2 separate regions of the Gossypium hirsutum genome follow, and region 1 is linked to region 2. A link is a contact called in public Hi-C data. All regions are on one chromosome and are shown on one strand. Each heading gives the region's core, a stretch centred on a gene start, on an enhancer-like site or on the middle of the called end of the contact. The rest is flanking DNA. Distances are from core to core; before and after follow the strand shown.

Region 1 (3,941 bases), core at 1,279-3,778, 96 kb after region 2:
GACAAGTAAAACATACCTTAAATTCAAGTTGAATTAATGGCTAACCTAAAAAATTGAAAAAAATTATTTGAATTTTAGTTCATAGATTCGTGACTTCAAAGTTGTTTCATGATAATAAAAAAACCCTAAATCGTAAAGTGAAAAAGAAAAAAGCTTTCGGTTGACACAAATTAAGCGAACAGTAAAGGCCATACAACAACAATTTTAATAGTCCAGCGACTTAAATGAAAACTTTTGAATAATTCAATGAACAACTGTAACTTTTTTTATTTTGAGTGAGCAAAACCTACATTTATTAATAATTTAATGACTTTTGATGTAATTTATCCTTCAAGCAACAATCCTTACAGGATCTGATATGATTGTATATACTATAAATTCTAACATTTGCAATTCCTTCCCTATAATCATCAGGAAAGAAAAAAACCCCTCACATTTATTATTAAAAAAATCAGTAACGTCACCCATTCCCCCCCCGCCCCCTCCTCAAAAACTGATAAATCAAGTATATGAACGCACATACACATATCCCAAACCAATGCCAAACTGTGATAATCATAAACCAACCATTGCATAATCCCAGCTTAAGTTTGAATTTCTACATTGACTTTAAAACTGCCAAAAGAAAAACAACAATGTCAAAGTTTGTCTTTTATCAAGTTATCACATTCTCCATATGCTTCAAGTCTAATACATAAATAACCCTTCTAAAACTATTAGCATACAGCGGTAATCATCGGAAAACTTCATGTTCAACAGCATACACGTGCTTAATCTCTTTAGGTACAGAAGGAAGGCACGTGGGTTTTACCAGATTACTGATTAGCTTCAGAAGGTTGTGCGTTGGCATTGAAATTGTCAAACCCGCCACTTGTTGGGGCAGTAGGATTGGGTGCTCCATTAGAAGAAGTGGGTGTCGTTACAGTTCCAGAAACTGTTGTTGGGGGAGCCAATGTAGGAGGTCGTGGAAGGCCATTTACTTGTCCAGGCAAAGGAGCACCAGGTGGTGCCATCATTGGTGGCATGCCTGGAACGGGAATATAACCTGGCAACGAAACCAAAATGAAAATTTAATATTTTCAAATTCAATTCCATTTTATGTTTGTAATTGAGATCTATATAATGGAAAAGCCGACGCCAGAGCCAATCAAACGAGATAAAGTGCTTAACATATAAAGCATCTCTATTGGTAAGCAAACAAGTAAGAAATTCCCCAAGTTCACAAGCACCACATAAATTCATGATGATACAAATAACCAAATAGCCAAACCCCGTATCAGCAAGAACACAAATAATACTAGTACGTATGAAATCTTACATGGAGCACCTAGAAATGGTCTTGGCAGACTATGGGGCCTCATCCTAGGACCATTGGTTGATTTACAGAATAGTGCAGCCCAAGAATGAGACGGTGTATGCAAAAAAGCAGTTCAATGGAAACAAAAAAAAGCATCCAAAAGTTTCTTCAAGTTCACTATCACAAGTCGCAACATCAATTCGGGATGGGATATGTTTATTAACCAAAGACTGAAACCCCATACTAGCAAGAACACGAAATATGCTAATATGAATCTCACCTGGGGCACCTGGAATTGGTCTTGGCAGAACAGGGGGCCTCATCCCTGGGACCATTGGTTGGTTTACAGGTAATGGAGCCCCGGGAATCGCCATAACAGGAAGTCGAGGCCTCTGAGCCATTAAATGTTGATTGAAAGCAGCTCCAACCTGCTGGAAAGCCGCAGCTTGACCAAGATGTTCCTTGATCCTTTGGTCTATTAAGCTCTGGGTCTGTTGCTCCTCAAATTGCTGATAGTAAGTTCTAACATTCGCCTAAAATTACATACAAAAAAAATCAGCAAAAGAAAAAAATGTATAACTCACAACACTAATCAATACAAAGACAAAAATCTCTACAAATTACCTTGTGCTTGTAACCTGCATTGTGTTGCTTTCTAACTGATGGCTGAAATTTAAACCCGGAAAGAAAAAAGAACGGTAATCAATTATTGTAAAAGCGATAACTCAAACTAATGAAGTTAATTAATTTTCGAAAAATTCAACCAAAAATTTGAAGACCCAAAAGAAAAGAAATAGGAAACTTACAGAGTCATGGGTCAAATAAGTATCGCAATAATCACAGTAATACCTGCAAAATTTGAATCCAAATAAACATATCCATAAATTGTTAATGAAAATTAGTTCGTAGCGAGAACTTTAATTAAGATTGGACGCATTTGTAAAGATCCGTACCGAGGCATTGCGAAACGACTCAGAATCGAAGCTAATTGGTTGAAGATCGTAAAACCCTAGAGAGAGGGTACCGTAGCAAAAGCCCTAGCTCAAGTACAGAGAAAAACTTAGAATGAAAAACAGAACGGGGATTTTGGGTTTGTCTGTAGAAATTTTAATGGTAGTTTATATTCAGTTTTAGGATCCTCATTAAATATCTTATGTTATAATTAGGGGTATTCAGTCCCTCGATTCAACCCAATTATTATTGAAATATTTTTGTTAATTCAGTTGGTTCAAATTAATCAAAATTTATATATTTCTGAACTAAATAAGGTTGATATGTTACCTTTTTACGCCATTTTAAATTTTATTTAGGGAAATATGTTGTTTTCAAGGAGTGTGTGGGAAAACGCATCTCGTTAGACGTGTTTTTCCTTTTAATTTTTAATTTTTTTGATTTTTTTAATACAATTAATTTTTTTAGTTGGGTGGTTAAATGTTGGTGGTTTTATTTTTAAGTCCTAAGTTTAATTTCTCTCCCACTCATATTTATAATTTTTATTTCATGTTGTTTTAATTTTTTTTAATGAATGTTTTTTAACATATTAGCTTCCTTAGTTAAATAGTTAAATAATAATGATTTCATTATCATCAAGACCCAGAATCATTTCCTCTTTTCTAAACATATTTATAATTTTTATTTCATACTATTTCAATTTTTTTTAATTAATAAATATATTGTTTTCAATTTTTTTATTTTAATTCATCTTTTTAATTAATAAATGTTTTATTCATAAAATCAAATAATTATTACAAATATGATTATTTTTAGTAAATATAATTTTTATATGTGTAGTTATTTTATAATATTTATGATCCTCTAATTTTTATATGAAAAAACAATGATATTTGAAATATTTTACATATAAAAACAATAATTATATTAAAAATAATTATTTTATTTTATAATATTAAAAATCACCATATTCACAATATACGCGGAGAAGATAAATATTTGACATATAAATATTATATATAAAGAAAAATAATCAAAAAAATTAGTTGATGTTTATATTATATATAAAGGAGTTATTAAATTCAAATATTTTTAACATAACGATATATGTATAATATATATTTTTATTATATAATTACATATTTATTATTTGATTTTGTGAATAAAAGAGTTATTAATTAAAAAGATGAATTAAAATAAAAAATTGAAAATAATATAATTATTAATTAAAAATTTAAAAACTTGAAATAATATGAAATAAAAATTACAAATGTGTTTAGAAAAGGGGAAATGGACTTAGGTCTCAAAGATGAAATCAGTAATATTTAACCACTTAACTAAGGAAGCTAATATGGTAAAAACAATCATTAAAAAAGAAGCAGAAGCTTAAAAAAAGCTGAAATAAAAATTATAAATATGAGTGGGAGAGAAATTGAACCTAGGACATAAAAGACAAACCATTAGCATTTAACCATCCAACCAAAAAAATGAATTATAACTAGGTGAGCTTTCCTGATATGTGCTAGGCGAGCTTTCCCTCAAAATCGGCCTATATCCATAAATAATTTTAAAAAAGGTCTAAAAGGCTAAATAAATTTCAAAATCGGCATATAGGTCTTTTTTGGCATTTTGTCTTTTGGTTAAAATAAATATAAAACATATAAAAGAAATACATTGCTAATATTTTTTTAAT
Region 2 (4,470 bases), core at 1,371-3,870:
ATTGGTTTGTACAGAAAAAAAAAGAGGTGACTTTTAAAATTTTAATTTTAAAATTATTTTAATTAAAAATAATTAATTTTGAAGATAAAAAAGATAAAAAGTTGAAGATTAAAAAAAAAAAGAAAAACCCTTTTTGGCTATTTAACCTCAGGTCCTTGGAGCATTAATTAAAATAAAAATTATTGACAAAAATGACACGTATGATAGGGTTATGTGTCTTGACAAGTCAATAATTAACAAATGACAGTAAAGTTCGGTACAAAATTAATTTTTTGAAAGTTTAGGTACTGCATTAGAAGATTTGACAAAGCCCGAATACCAAATATGATATTATCCCATAAAAACTAATAGTAAAAGTATCATAGAGGTCATTGTATTAGGAGTTAGATTGCATTTTGACCCATTTATTCAAAAAATGGTAAATTAATCTTTATACGTTAAGTTAAAAGAATAAACTGGTTCTTTCTATTAAAAATTTCATTCATTTTTGCTCTTAAAATTTGATGTAGTTGACGGAATAACCAGAAAGTTACATTTAACGTGCCACGTGTACGTCATGTTGATGCACATGAATCGATTTTTAATAGTTGAAATTGATAAAATTTTTAATAGAATGACCAACTTGCACTTTGATCTAATGTACAAGGGTTAATTTGCCCAATTTTTCGTAAAAAGAGTAAAATACAATCTGATTCCTAATATAAAAACCTTTGTGATAAATTACCAAAAACTAACATATAATGGAAATTGCACCACGACATTTGAACTTTATTATTTTAACCAAATTCTCATTATTTTACAATTTTTTTTAAAAACATTATTTGTTTTTCACTCGCGCGCCATAATCTATTTATTTATATTATTAATAAAAATATTGACTGAGTTAATGTCACAAGTTAATTAGGTACCAATTCGTTTAAAAAATAACTAATATACTCATTTATTAAATGACTACTATTACTATTTTGATGACCTATTTATTATTTCATACATTTATATAGTTTTTAAATAAAAAACTAAAATTAATATGTTTAAGAGTTGAATATGCGTTTAATGGATTTATAAATAAATTATTTATCACTACACTAATAATAATTCTAAAGTAACTTTTAAAAAAATATTAAATTTTAACATAAAATGTTTTCTCTCATCAGGTTTTGGTCATGTGGACATACGTGTGTATAAATAATGTCACTAATTGTGTTGGTATAATAAGTCAACCTGATATTTAATTTTTAAAAAATAAAAATTTAATATTGAATTTTCTTTCACTAACTTGATAACTTTTTAACTTGTTATAGAAAAATATCAATACTATGATAAATAATTGGAGTGCATTACCTATTTAAAATATCTTTTATTCATAAGTTCATTTTTATTTTAATTCTGTACATATTGCATATATGTTGTTAGTCAACTCGACACTAACTCATAATTGATTATAACAACATGCACAATTATAGTGCATTTAGTATTATTTATTTGATGTGTTTATATGATTAATTTTTTTATACAATATTAGGGGTAGGGGATAGGAGTAACACGGTTTAATTCCGTGCCAAATGAGTGTCTAACAAGAGTTTTAATCGCTGCTCTATTTAAGTTAACATGTGTTATTATGACCGGTTGTTATTTTGATATAAATATCCACATTTTAAATCCGTAAGTGCAAGATTAAATAAATTAAATAATAATTATCATTAAAAAAAAGGATGATGTAACAAGTTAATGAAATGCAACGAAGCAGGACTGACGTCATCACTATCCAGCCAGAAGTTGAACTAGACTCGAACAAAATCTAAGGGTTACAAGGTAATTTCAGTTACTACAAGTGTCGGTTACCTGCTTTTGCTTGGCCAAATTTCATGCGAAGTCCCTGCACTATGCGCATCTGAGTCTCATTATTATAATTTGATCCTTTTTAATTCATTTATTTTTTTGAAATATGTATTTTCAATATTGAGGTTAATGTTTTTCCTTAATTATGTTAGATGAATTGATATGTTTTTTTAAACATGTGATGACGTAATACATATACTTAGCAATTTTATATAGTTGAACAAATTTTTTGCACATTTAAAAAAATATAATAATTGTCAAATTATACGAAAAAAAAGTTGGTCTATATGTTGCATCATGATATATTTAAGAAAAAAATTGATCCAATGTCAAATTACTTGAAGGAATTCACACAAAAAACTACATTTTGAACAACAAAACATTTAGAAATGATAAAATTATAGTACAAAGATTAATATAAATCAGGGACCATTCATGGGAATTTACCTTTTTGTTTTTAAATGTCCGAGCCACTGTTCCAAAAATGTTTACCAATTTTTGCAGGTGCGCTTTATTTGGCGGGTACGAAATAAATAATAAATAATATATAAATAAAATAATCAAACAAGGCTAAAATTAAAAAAAAACAACCCTCCGAAAATCAAACCGTACGGTATTTTTAGAGAGCGAAAGAAGCAAAGCTCACACATAGTGAAAAGGATTCTCTTTTCTCTCTTCTTCTTCTTCTTAGCAAATTTCAGCTCTCGATTGAGCTCTTTTCGATCTTTCTAGAACATTCCATTTATCTCCGTTGAACCTTCCATTTTCTTTTTTTGTTTGATTTTTTTCCGGCGAAGTCGGTAAGGTTATTATTGTTCTACGGACCACCCTCGCCCCCACCCACACAATCAAATCCCGTTTCGATGGAGTTGTACGGTCGTAACCCGACTCGTAATGGGTCTCAATCCGGTTATCAACCCGAATGGAGCCCCGCTGGGCCCGAAACTGGACTGGAAGGTATTTTTTTCCGTTCATTTCAATGTGTATGGATTTTTTCTTTTCCTCTTTCTACTCGCATTGTGATGATGTTTCTCTGTTAAAGCTTGTTTTAGGGTTTTTTTTTTCGATTAATAATGCGGAGAGTGAATTAGGGTTTTATTCATGTTTTTTTGTTGTGGTACAGAATCGAGGTGGCAATTGTCGGTGAGGGGCGTCGAATCGTACCCGGAACGGCTCGGGGTGACTGATTGTGTTTACTACATGCGAACGGGGTTTTGTGGTTACGGTAATAGTTGCCGTTACAATCATCCCCGCAACCGTGCCGCGGTAAAATTTTCAATCATTAGTTTATTTAGTTTTGTATGCAATTTTTGGTTCAGCATTGAAATGTTATTGAATAATTTGTCTGAGAATTTTACTTTCACTGGTGACAATGGGGTGTAACTAAATGAACTTAGTATTAAGAACAATGGAAGTGAACAATGCGGTTTAATCATGGTACATTTTGATAATAATAGTGCATAACTGAAGCAACATCGAAAGAAAACTCTTATATGGTAGTTATTATTGTCATGACCAAATTGGTTGTAATCTTTTGGTGAGGAAACCTGCAAAACTAAAATGGTCGGGGTGTGCTGGAGTTGGTGCTCTGGCACGTACTATGGAGCTCAAATCGGTCATTACTCCATAATTTGAGGGAGCATGTACATAAAACAAGAGGAAAATGTAGAGAGTCACCCTTGCTTGCCTTTATGGAGGCTATCACCTTATACAGAAGGCATATAAGTAGCAGGTAGTTACTAAAATATCCTTAGAGTCCTTATGGGTATAACAATCATTACTGATTATGTTTTCCTGATAATTTCATTTATATAATATATATTTGTTGCTTATCATGTGAAGGGGCTTTTATGCAAATGCCTTTTTTAATGCATTGTTTCCCTTTAAATAGAAACAGGAAACTACAATTTAGAAGTTATGCTTGACATCCTCTGTTCCGAGTTTAAATGATGAGTGACTTGCAACTTAAGTCTGTGTTTCTTTACCGACTTCCCTAACACTGGTCATTCTGTTGGCTCATGTCTTACACTCTATTTCATACCAAACTATCAGATGCCAAGCAAGTTGGTAGATGTTATTTCAGTATATTTTGAGCAAAAGATTTCTTTTTTTATTATGTGGTAAGAGAAGCAAGTAAAGTCTACCTTGGAATTGTTTTTCTTGGACCTACCTCAAATTAAAAGTTGAAACTCACGTGTTCTTTATTTATTGCAAAGGAAATAGAATAACATGATTCAAATAAGTTATTTGCTACCTTCATATATAGTTAAAAATGAATTGAGGATAGTTCTTGATAGAATTGGACTATGTAAGAGAATTTACTTTGGTCATCTAGCCTGTTGTTTTAAACTGAGGCCGGAATTACCTCGTTTTCAGCTTTAAGTTTTTTTCAAGAGTTGAATTCCTTATTTTTATTTGGTTCTGATGCCATTTAGGTTGAGGCTGCAGTAAGAGCAACAGGGGAGTACCCTGAACGACCAGGGGAACCTGTATGTCAGGTAGAAGAGTAAATTAGTTTATTGAAAAATGCAAAATTGTTTTCCTGTGAGTCAACTCTGCTAATTAAAGCTGCAAGCACCTCTCTTTTTAACTTGTTTCTTTTCCTTTTTCTCTTTTTGCACGTGCAGTTTT

What was found. Hi-C and Micro-C count contacts between places; a contact is called where the count stands out from the background.
Region 1: a contact with region 2 is called in a Hi-C map of fibers, with 2.1 times the contacts expected there. The contact joins the promoter of LOC107953202 here to the enhancer-like site in region 2. A contact is called at or near these places in 14 of 34 Hi-C or Micro-C datasets (anther, callus, cotyledon and 3 more).

What each region holds. Positions count from the first base shown.
Region 1 is chrD08:5,451,938-5,455,878 of Gossypium_hirsutum_v2.1, forward strand. It overlaps LOC107953202 (U1 small nuclear ribonucleoprotein C), which reads right to left and starts at 2,529. Exons shown (of 5, transcript XM_016888439.2): 1 at 2,251-2,529; 2 at 2,104-2,146; 3 at 1,922-1,963; 4 at 1,578-1,830; 5 at 553-1,045. The coding sequence starts at 2,258. The coding sequence ends at 816.
Region 2 is chrD08:5,356,146-5,360,615 of Gossypium_hirsutum_v2.1, forward strand. It overlaps the pseudogene LOC107953204. Among protein-coding and RNA genes, the nearest start is that of LOC107956517, 27 kb to the right of the region's middle. Within about 2 kb of position 2,621, at least 9 of the 9 cell types and tissues checked have an H3K27ac peak or open chromatin away from gene starts, as enhancers often do. A contact at or near this core is called in cotyledon, fibers and leaf, where this site is marked.